Linked DNA regions of Mus musculus: region 1 is linked to region 2. The links are chromatin contacts, called in public promoter capture Hi-C maps. All regions are on one chromosome and are shown on one strand. The core of a region is the stretch at or near the end of the contact, and the rest is flanking DNA. Distances in the headings are between cores, read along the strand shown.

Region 1 (4,943 bases), core at 2,426-4,925, 48 kb before region 2:
GCTCAAGTTCAATCTCAACATGCGAATCTGCAGAAAAAGGTTAAACGTCAGGTCGGCTGGGGAGCAGTCAAGACGAGGAGGAAAAGGCAGGAGGGCAGAGGGTGAGACAGAGGGCTAAGGAAGGAAACAGAAGGTCACCCAATACGGACCTGTATGCTTGGCACTGGAGAAGCACAACATGTGAACGGTCTAGTCTGGAAACGTGAAGAGAACACATGCACACTGGACAGACAAACCTTCAAGAAGCCCAAGTACTAAGGAGCATGGCTTCAGCCAGGAGAAGCAGTCCAGCAAGAAGGCATGGATCAGAGGACCAGCCCTGGGCCAGGTAAGATGAAAACATCCCCTGCACAGATCTGGGGAAGTTATCACCTGGGAACTGGTCAGGAATCACCCTTAATCCTGCCACAGGATGAAGATGCCACCATTTCTAGATGACTACCCATCACTTCTTACATCGCTGATTACAGGAAGAAAAGCAATGGAGATGACTTTTAAAGTAGCAGCTCCTTCCGTATGGCTATGGAGCACACGAGTGCCGACACTGTTCTTACAGCTGAGCGCACGCTCCTCGCATGTTTTATACATGGGTGAGTTCAGTTATAAGGAAGGGGTGGGGGTGATTTCAGAGCTGGCAGAGGCAGGCAGATCTCTGTGAGGCCACCTTGGGCTACACACTGAGTTCCAGGATAGTCAGGGCTACATAATAGATAGACCCTGTCTCAAACACAACGAACAAATAAAAGCTTTAGGCCGAGAATAAAGCATTCAGAAGCAAAAGGCTTATTTGGAAAACTGAAATGGATAGGCAGGGCATTCAGAAAGCAGAGACTAGCAAGGGTTACCTGGCAGGAGGAAGCCCTTGCTGGGTCTGGCCGTCAGCCACTGCTTACAGTAGGACTCTTCGTCAGGCTTGTTGATGAATTCAAACTGACAGGGCACTTGGCTATTATGAATCGTGAAGGACTCGGTTTGCAACTGCATGTACTTCACATTCTCAAAACAGAACTGAGAACAAACAAGGAGCAGCCAATCAGGGTCCTCTTCTCGAGCTGTGCACCCACCCTAACCGGGAATAACTATTTGTCGTGGGAAGAAAATAAGGACCATCTCTTTGAAATGTATTTAGCTGAGAGGGCACGTGGCCACTGAAGACCAGTAGCCTATGCAGGCTAACGCACAAGTATATTTTTCTAAGTACATTTCTTGCAGCACAGTTTCCATCTTCTACATCCAAAGCCATTCCTGAAACACCGTTCTCAAACTGCCCCGTGACCTGAGAATCAGCAGACGAGCAGACGGGCTGCACAGCTGCAGCGTAAAGCATCTTCCTGTGAACCCCAGGGGTGTCCTGAGACAGGCTCAGTATGTAGCCCTGGCTGGCCTGGACTCTCTGGAATTCATTGTAGTTCAGGCTAGCCTGAATTCAAAGATCCACTTGTTCTGCCCCCCTCTTCCCCAAATTCTGGAAATAAAGGCCGTCTACCACCCCAACATGAGTTCTAGAACTTGAACTCAGGTTCGACCGACTGAGCCAACTCCCAACCCCGATGCTAATACTCAGAGGGCCTGGGTCTTTCCTACCTCCCGCTTGGAGAGGGTCACAGAAGGAATGTTGGCGTTTTCCATTTTATCCAGGGAGCGGACAATTTCCTCCAGGGTCTTCCGGTAGAGTTCTTCATTGACAACCCTCACCTGGGAGGGAAACATTGGAGACTGAGTGTGGAGCCTGTTGCCCATTCTTCTTTCTCAGTGTTGAGTGTGCTTGGGGAATCAAAAACAGAAACTGACAGCATTTTAAGAAGTGAAAGCTAAGTAGATTTAGTTCATTAATAGTTAATCCAATCAGTGACAGACTCAGAAAAAGCCCCCAGCTATGTCAAGGTTGCCCACATCCTGGTCAGCAGGAGGACCCTGGAGCCTCCTGGTGGCTCCTCCTGTTGGGGCTCAGGTCTTGGCTAAAAGACACTGGGTTTCTATTTCTGTCCTGCTTGCCCCCACCCAAAGGCCAACAGGAGGGATTTTCCTCCTTTGGTTCTGATACAAAGATGTATTTTTCAGCTTTTTTTAACCCAAGCTCATCAGCAAGAAGGAAGAGTGCCAGGCTTTTAATTATAAATACTTTTTATTTTCAACAATAAAATGATTGCAACATTACTTAGCCTCCCCATGTTCTCCTCCCCTTCAGAGGAGGCATGTAGACAAGGCTGGCCTCCAACTCACAGCTTAACATCCAGAGCCACCACACCCAGTCTTAGGGCCTTGTCTAACTTCAGATTCTGACCGTATCTACCCTACACCTTGGAGAACAGGTAGGTGGCACAAAGCAACACAGAAGCCCCTGGCACTCTCTCTCTTTTGCTCATTGTAAAAGGTTGAAAAAAATCATTGGCAAGGTTATAGAAAAATAAGCTCACAAGTAGTTGGTGGAAGTATAAGATGATAAGAACTAGGGCTGCAGAGACGGCTCGGTGGTTCTGAGCACAGGCTCTCTTATAGAGGACCTGGTTTTCCTTACCCACATGATGGCTTAACAACCGTCTATAACTCTATTTGCAGGGGATTCATGTCCTCTCCTGGTCTCTGGGAGCACTAGGCAGTGCACATACATGTATGTATGCAGGCAAAACTCTCATACACATACATTAAAAATAAATCTTGCCTGGTGTGGTGGTATCAGCTTTTATCCGAATCTCTGAGTTTGAGGCTAGCCTGACTACATAGTGAGCCCTGTCACCTAAAAGTAGATAAATCTTCTTTTAAAACTAGTAAGAGCTGTTGGGAGTAGACACTAGTAAATGAATCTTAGGTGTAGTCCACATATCCAGCAATGAGCTCAGGCTGTGACTATAGGAGGGTTTCCTGTGGTACAGAAAAGCATCCTCAGGAACTCGTGAAACCAGTTCCCTTCTACTTAAAGGAGTGTCCCTTACACACGGCTACCTGTGGTGCCTATCAGAATATCAAGGCCCAGCCTGGCATCCAGGCACCCTGAGTGTCACAAGTGCCTGTTACACATTTCAAAGTCCACAACAGGCTGTTGGCCTGTTCTTTGACCCAGCTATTCATCCTTCTATTAACCCACTATCATCTGCTTCCCGGGATCTGCCTGCCTCCCTGTCTGTCCCTGCCTCTCTGTCTGTCCCTGTCTCCCTGTCTGTCCCTGTCTCCCTGTCTGTCTCTCGCTGTCTCGCTTCCCTCTGTTCTCTACCCCTTTCTATCTCACTGTCTCCAGGATGCTCTCCTCCTTATTCCTGACCCAGACATTGCTCAGTCTTCTTTCTCTGTGCTCTGGGCTACTCCAGATGCCTCTGGATATTTCCTCTCTTGTTCACAATAAAAAGAGTAGAGCACACCTTTAATCCCAGCACTCAGGAGGCAGAGGCAGGGGGATCTCAGAGTCTGAGGCCAGCCTGGTCTACAGAGTGAATTCCAGAACAGCCAGGGCTACACAGAGAAACCCTGCTTCAGAAAACAAATCAAATCAAAACAAACAAACAAACAACCTCCCTAATAATAAAGCACACTTGTGAGCAGTCTCCTTACTGTGTCTCTTCACAGACATTTACTGAAATCCCTGCCTCCAGATTGCTGCCCTGTTTGAGCTCCTGTCCTAGCTTCCTCCTCTGATAAACAGTGATGTAAGCTAAATCAACCCTTTCCTCCCCAAGCTGCCTTGGTTGTTCTATCACAGCAATAGTGACCCTGACTAAGAGGGTGTTTTGCCTCCATGTATGCCTGTGTACCACAAGCATGCAGTTCCTGCAGAGGCCACTGGATCCCCTGAAGCTGGAGTTGCAGGTGATTCTGAGCAGACCAACACGCTCGGAACCAAACTTAAAGCCCCTGGAAGAGCAGCAAGGGCTTTTAATATCCGAGTCATCTCTCCAGGACCTTACACAATTCCTAAAAGGAGCTTCCTCATATTCAAGGCTAAGAGGAGGAGATCAGAAAGACAAAAGGCAGCCCTGGTATAAAAACCAGCTGCCCACCTACCCCAATGTCAAACACTGAGCTGACAGGCTTGTGGTCACTGGTCTTCAAGGCCATGTGGCTCTGGTAACTCAGCTGAGTGATGTTCTTTCCTTTCCACAGGATTCGGTCACACCAGGCCGGTGCACGACACTTCTCACTGAAATACAAAGTGCACGCTGGTATGCTCACACAAACATCACGGCCCACTGTTCAGTGACTGCCAAGGCTCAGGCAGGGAGCCACGAGGCAGAGCCTTCGCATCCATGCAGCCAAAGGCTCTCCTATGGGTATCATCCACAGCAACTGTGAAAGCTCCAACAAGCAGTTCAGCTGACTCCCTGCTCTGCCCAGTCCTGATGAAAGTGGAGAGAAAGAGAGAAAGCAACAGGAGAATAAGGACCTTCTGGTCCTTAACAGAAAGTGCTTAAGGGAACAGGCTGTGAATTTCTGCTGCCTCGGTTCAAATTCTGCTTGGGAGACTGTTGGACTTTGTGTGCCTCAGTCCACAGTCTCATAATAAACCATATACACCCCAATGAGCTCTTAGCAAGTTGAAATGAGATATACAAATCAAATATATCCAGCTTTATGTGGCATACTGTCAAAATTGTTAAAGAATTCTTAACGGTGGGGCTGGAGAGATGGCTTAGAGGTTAAAAGCACTAGCTGCTCTTCCAGAGATCCTGAGTTCAAGTCCCTGCAGCCACATGACAGCTCACAACCATCTACAATGAGATCTGATGCCATCTTTTGGCATATAGGCATGCATGCAGACAGAACACTGTATACATAATAAATAAATCTAAGAAGAAAGAAAGGAGAGGGCTGGTGAGATGGCTCAGTGGGTAAGAGCACCCGACTGCTCTTCCGAAGGTCCAGAGTTCAAATCCCAGCAACCACATGGTGGCTCACAACCATCTGTAACGAGATCTGATTCCCTCTTCTGGAGTGTCTGAAGACAGCTACAA
Region 2 (4,843 bases), core at 1,412-3,911:
GGGGGAGGAGGAGGAAGAAGAGGAGGAGGAGGGAAAGAAGGGGGAAGAGGAACAGCAGCAGGAGAAAGAGGAAGAAGAGAAGGAAGAAGGAGAGGAGGAAGGGGAGGAGGAGGAGGGTTACAACTTGTGGTGTCTGAGGTGATGATGGAGCCCACCTGGAGGACTGAAACGCACTGACAAGGGGTGATTAAGGAAAAAGAGCTGGTAGAGGGTAGCACCTGATTCTTAGTCACCGTAGTATGGACACCAGGAAAGTTTTCTCTAGAGTAAAAGCCCAGAAGCTGGATCTTTCATTCTACCTAGTGGGTTCTGGGACTCGAACTCGGAAAGTTGGTCTTGACAGCAAGCACCTTTCTCCACTAAGCCGTTCCACCAACCCAAGAATTTTCTCTTTTGGTTTGTTGTCAGTCTACGGCTTGCCTAGAACTCACAATGTAAGTCCAGACTGACCTCAAATTCAAGGCAATCCCCCTGCCTCAAGCCTCCCACATGCTAGGATTTCAGGCACCTAGCATCACTCCCATCCAGGCATGTTCTCGTTCATCTTTCTGTCTTTGGAACCTGTCCCATTGACCTAACAGGGACCCAGATTGAAAGGGCTACTCACCAAGGATGTAGAGTTCACCATCTGGGGACACTGAGGGAAGGAAACGAGAATGTCTTTAGCAACTGAACATCCCTGTCCCACCCACATAGCCACCACCCTCCCTTACAGTGAGGGCAGAGATGAGTTGGGGGCCACCCAGAGGAGAGCATACCACCCGGCCCAACTGGCACCTTCTTCCAGCATAAAATCTTTTGAGAGTGGCACTATCTGGTCCAGAGATACATCGTCTCCTGTGATGGCCATCCTCCGGTGTGTATACAGGAAGAGACTAAGGGCAGAAATGAGTGGAAGGCCCAGCTTAGAGTGCTTGTGGTCACCTGTGGGTCCCTAGTGCTTAGCTGGCAGTGCCCTAGCCATACGCATGGCTCAGGCCCTTTCCATGCACAGTGTCCAGTGATGCAAGAGCAGTACACATTCCAACCATCTCTTCAACCCCATCCCTTCCCTTTTTGAGGTAGGGTCTCACTCTGTAGCCTAGGCTGTGCTTAGAATGTAGCCCAGGATGGCCTGGAATTTGTGACAGTCCTGCCTCAGCTTCCTGGTGCATGTGCTCGCTCGTTCCCAGTTCAACCCTCTGTACTTTACTCTGGGTAAATGGAGCTATGAAGAACAATTTGCATAGGATTGCAGCATCCGGATTTAAACTCGGGCACTCACACAAACTCAAAATCTGGCCAAGTTTGATATAACTGCCTCTCCTCTAAAAGCTTCCACATCACATCTTGCTGATTATTAAAGGCTTAGAACACGGTGTTCCAGAACACTATCATTGTGTTAATTAGTCTAGGAGACTCAGACAGAATGACTGAAGTCCAGCTGGAGGATACTGAAGAACCACCCATGGCCCACACAGGCAGTCTGAGCCCTACTTACGCATGCTCCTGGGCGTCATTTTCCAGCCGGTACCTCACCAGCCCGAGCAGGCGGCTCTGCCGGCTATCTCCCTTACACAGCACACCTTGGACTGCCTGCTGCTCAGAGTGAAGGGAAACTGAAAGCCAAAGGGCGAAACTCCCCATCCGGCCCACTCCACCACGCTGCCTTTCCCTCTCCCACTGGCAAACGACTTCACCTCTCTGAGTTTTCCTCATCTGCAAAATGGGTATAATAGTCTCCAACTTTGCAGCTGGTTGAGAAAATAGCTACCTATGTAAAGCACCTGGTAGAGAGACCAGAGCCAAGTGAATACTTGGTAAATATTGGTTTACCTTTTCCCATATGGCTTCGAGAGAAATTTTTCCACACCCTCCATCCCACCTCCCAAGGCTGAAGCAGGCACGATCTGGATGGCAACCTACAACTGGGAAGGATATGATGACGCAGTATTCCCCCTCAACCAGGGTCTCCTGGATTGCCACAGACTGGTCCATGCTGAGCTGTCAAACCCTGGGGTAGGGCAGGTGGGAACCTCCCATTCCGTATTAGAGCTGCTTCGGGGGGCTGTGGGGATGAAGAAAGGGGCCTTTGTGGAGGGAAAAGAGAGAGCCTGGTCATCTCTCTTCTCCTTCTGGCCTTCCCCGTCTTTCCTACAATGGGTCTCTCAACGTTTCCAGAAAATGGGTTTCTACCCCTTTGCCCCTTGCTCGGTGTCGCCCCAGATGTTCCCAGTGGAGTTCAGTATGCTCTCTGGTCTCCTTGCTTCTGGGTACAGCTCTGATGCCCTCTTCAGGGAGCAGTTGTGGTCCATCTGGCTCTTCTCTGGGAAAGGTTGGTGGTGTGTCCAAATAGGGGTAGGGAGACAGCCTTCGCCTCAGTCTCAGCTAGGAGGGTCTTATTCTGGAGAAATAACCCAGCCCCGCTGCTCTTTCCTCGGAGCCTGTGGGTGTCCCGTTGCTCCTTGCCCCTCACCCCACCCAACAGGCCCCGTTGCATCAGCAGCAGGTTAGGAGTGTCCATTCTGGCACCCACAGGACAAGGGCCCCAGCAACCAGCTTGCAAGCCCCCTCCCACTCTGCACTTATTTCAGATCCTTGTCATTGCAGCCTACCTCCCGAGCTGTCACCGGTGGGCCTGCAGGACACCTCCGTTCCAGGGCAGATTAAGGACTACATTTCCCAGCGGCCCTGGCGTCACAGGACGGACAGCCAGCCTGCAAGTCCCAGCATGCCCGAGTCGGACATGGACGAGTAGGTGGGTCTCCCCGCCCTTACTCTATTTAAAAATCTAGAATCTACAGTCTGTATTCAAGCATACTCGGGCGTCCCAGTTCTGGAAAGCCTGCGTGAGGAACGCCTTTCTCAGCCCACTAAATCAAAGGGCCAAGGCCCATGTCCAAGGCAGAAGGAAGTGGTCATGTTACCCTAACGGAAAAAATGATGTTAACTTTTATTTTCAAGTTAAGTCCATCCTCAACTCTTCACATGCAGAAAGGGACAGCTTTCTATTATTCTGAAACACTTCCAGATAACTACCGTGCCCTGGCTTCATGTATGTCACCTTCTCCACTTGCCAGGTGGAGAAACGGAGGAACAGAGAGACAAAACTGTTTGACAAAGTCCGTAGCCAATAAGTGCTGGGTGCCCAGAGGGAAGTCCAACTCCAATTCCTGTGTCATTTTCCCGTCTAGGAACTGCTAAATGTTCTTAAGACCTATCTAGCTTTTCTGTCAATGGAACTTGAAATGTGTGGCATCTTTATCTGTGACACAGTAATGACAACCACCAGGCAGCGCGGAGGACTCTTCTTAACAGCGGAGGACGATGTGGCCCTCTTGGCTCTTTATTTCTTTAAAGATCTGTTAGTTTTTAATTTTTTGTGTGTATGTGTGTGTGCTTGCATGAATTTATGTGCACCGTGTGTGTGTGTGTGTGTGTGTGTGTGTGTGTGTGTGTGTGTGTGTGCACGCTCACCTAAGAAGGCCAGAGGTCATCAGATCCTCGGGGCTGGTGACAGGAGGCTGTGAGACACCTGATGTGTGTGGTGGGAACTGGGTCCCAAGAAAGAGCAATATGTTCTCTTAACTAAGGAGACATCTCACCGCAATGCCCAGATAGACAGCCCTGAGCAGGTTTTGTCCTCAAGCCCCTTAGCCACATTCTATTGGCCATTTACCCTGACAGGAACTATTCTCTTCCAGACTCCATTGTTCCCTTCTAGGTAAAGACTATATATAGCTAAACCGGGGATGGTGGCACACTCCTTTAATCCCAGCACTCGGGAGGCAGAGGCAGGCGGATTTCTGAGTTCGAGGCCAGCCTGGTCTACAAAGTGAGTTCCAGGACAGCCAGGGCTATACAGAGAAACCCTGTCTCGGAAAAAAAAAAAAAAAAAAAAAAAAAAAAAGACTATATATAACTCAAGACAGGACAAAAGAAGCTAGCTCAGACGAGAGAGTCTAGAATGGTTGGTTTTTTCTCAACTGCTGACTATTTCGGTAAGCTGGATCCCTGAGGACTGGGCTGAATCTTGCCCTTACACTCCTGTGCAGTTTCTGGTATAGTGGCTCTGAGACTTTCATTTATTTATTTTGAGCAGTCCTGAGGATGGAGCCTAGGAACCGGAACCCAGGGCCTCACAGCTGCCAAGCAAACACTCCATGACTGAGCCACATCTCCATCTCAGAACATGTTCACCCCAATTAGTTAGCTTTACTGATTTAAGATTGCTTCTCGCCGGGCGTGGTGGTGCACGCCTTTAATCCCAGCACTCGGAAGGCAGAGGCAGGTGGATTTCTGAGTTCGAGGCCAGCCTGGTCTACAAAGTGAGTTCCAGGACAGCCAAGGCTATACAGAGAAACCCTGTCTCGAAAAATCAAAAAAAAAAAAAAAAAAAAAAAAAAAGCAAGCAGTTGGGCCAGTGTTGCAGAATGGATGGCCACTGTAACTTTTTATTGCTGTTGTTTTGAGATAGGGACTCACTAGTTAGCCCAGGCTGGCCCAAAATGTGCCTCAAACTCATAGTGATTTTTACCTCTAAACTGTCTCATTGACCCCACACCCACCCCTGTAACCTTTAACCTGCCCCCCTCCTTTTTGTTTTGAATTGAACTCTGATAACCAGTTCAACCTGCATGTTGCAAACTCCTCCCAGACTCTTCCTGGTTGTCTCTTTCTAGAAACATCCACAGCACAACTGGAGTTCAAGTTGATTGGGCTGCAGTTTTGAAGTCAAATGGGGGATGAGGGGAAAGGGCACTAGTTAGAGATCAAGGCACTGAAGGTCACTGAAGGAAGGCAGGAAAACCCCTTAAAGCTGATCGTTAGAGAGGAGGGGCTGGGGAGATGGAATGGGCGAGGC

Evidence for each region. Promoter capture Hi-C pulls out the DNA fragments that hold promoters and counts their contacts.
Region 1: a contact with region 2 is called in a promoter capture Hi-C map of liver, with 2.1 times the contacts expected there. The contact joins the enhancer-like site here to the promoter of Inpp5b in region 2. A contact is called at or near these places in 16 of 39 promoter capture datasets (the 3T3-L1 cell line, 3T3-L1-derived adipocytes, the C10 cell line and 12 more), 3 of 15 datasets of contacts at CTCF or cohesin (CD8 T cells, the G1E-ER4 cell line and pro-B cells), 33 of 484 Hi-C or Micro-C datasets (the AML12 cell line, the C10 cell line, the C3H10T1/2 cell line and 19 more), 11 of 115 datasets of contacts at active chromatin or transcription factors (CD8 T cells, the HPC-7 cell line, the SCID.adh cell line and 7 more) and 4 of 9 other capture datasets (adipose tissue, embryonic stem cells, liver and 1 more).

What each region holds. Positions count from the first base shown.
Region 1 is chr4:124,788,258-124,793,200 of GRCm38.p6, reverse strand. Inpp5b (inositol polyphosphate-5-phosphatase B) reads right to left here. Exons shown (of 24, transcript NM_008385.4): 16 at 3,997-4,132; 17 at 1,585-1,695; 18 at 846-1,008; 19 at 1-27. Among named protein-coding and RNA genes, the nearest start is that of Mtf1, 12 kb to the left of the region's middle. Within about 2 kb of position 3,675, at least 2 of the 459 cell types and tissues checked have an H3K27ac peak or open chromatin away from gene starts, as enhancers often do. A contact at or near this core is called in liver, where this site is marked.
Region 2 is chr4:124,739,668-124,744,510 of GRCm38.p6, reverse strand. Inpp5b (inositol polyphosphate-5-phosphatase B) reads right to left here and starts at 2,661. Exons shown (of 24, transcript NM_008385.4): 1 at 2,595-2,661; 2 at 1,921-2,047; 3 at 1,481-1,575; 4 at 778-875; 5 at 608-637. The coding sequence starts at 1,977. Gm12915 (predicted gene 12915) reads left to right here. Exons shown (of 4, transcript NR_151694.1): 3 at 2,590-2,737. Gm32117 (a long non-coding RNA gene) reads right to left here. Exons shown (of 2, transcript XR_376640.4): 2 at 4,406-4,843. Mir698 (microRNA 698) reads right to left here and starts at 730; the gene lies at 622-730.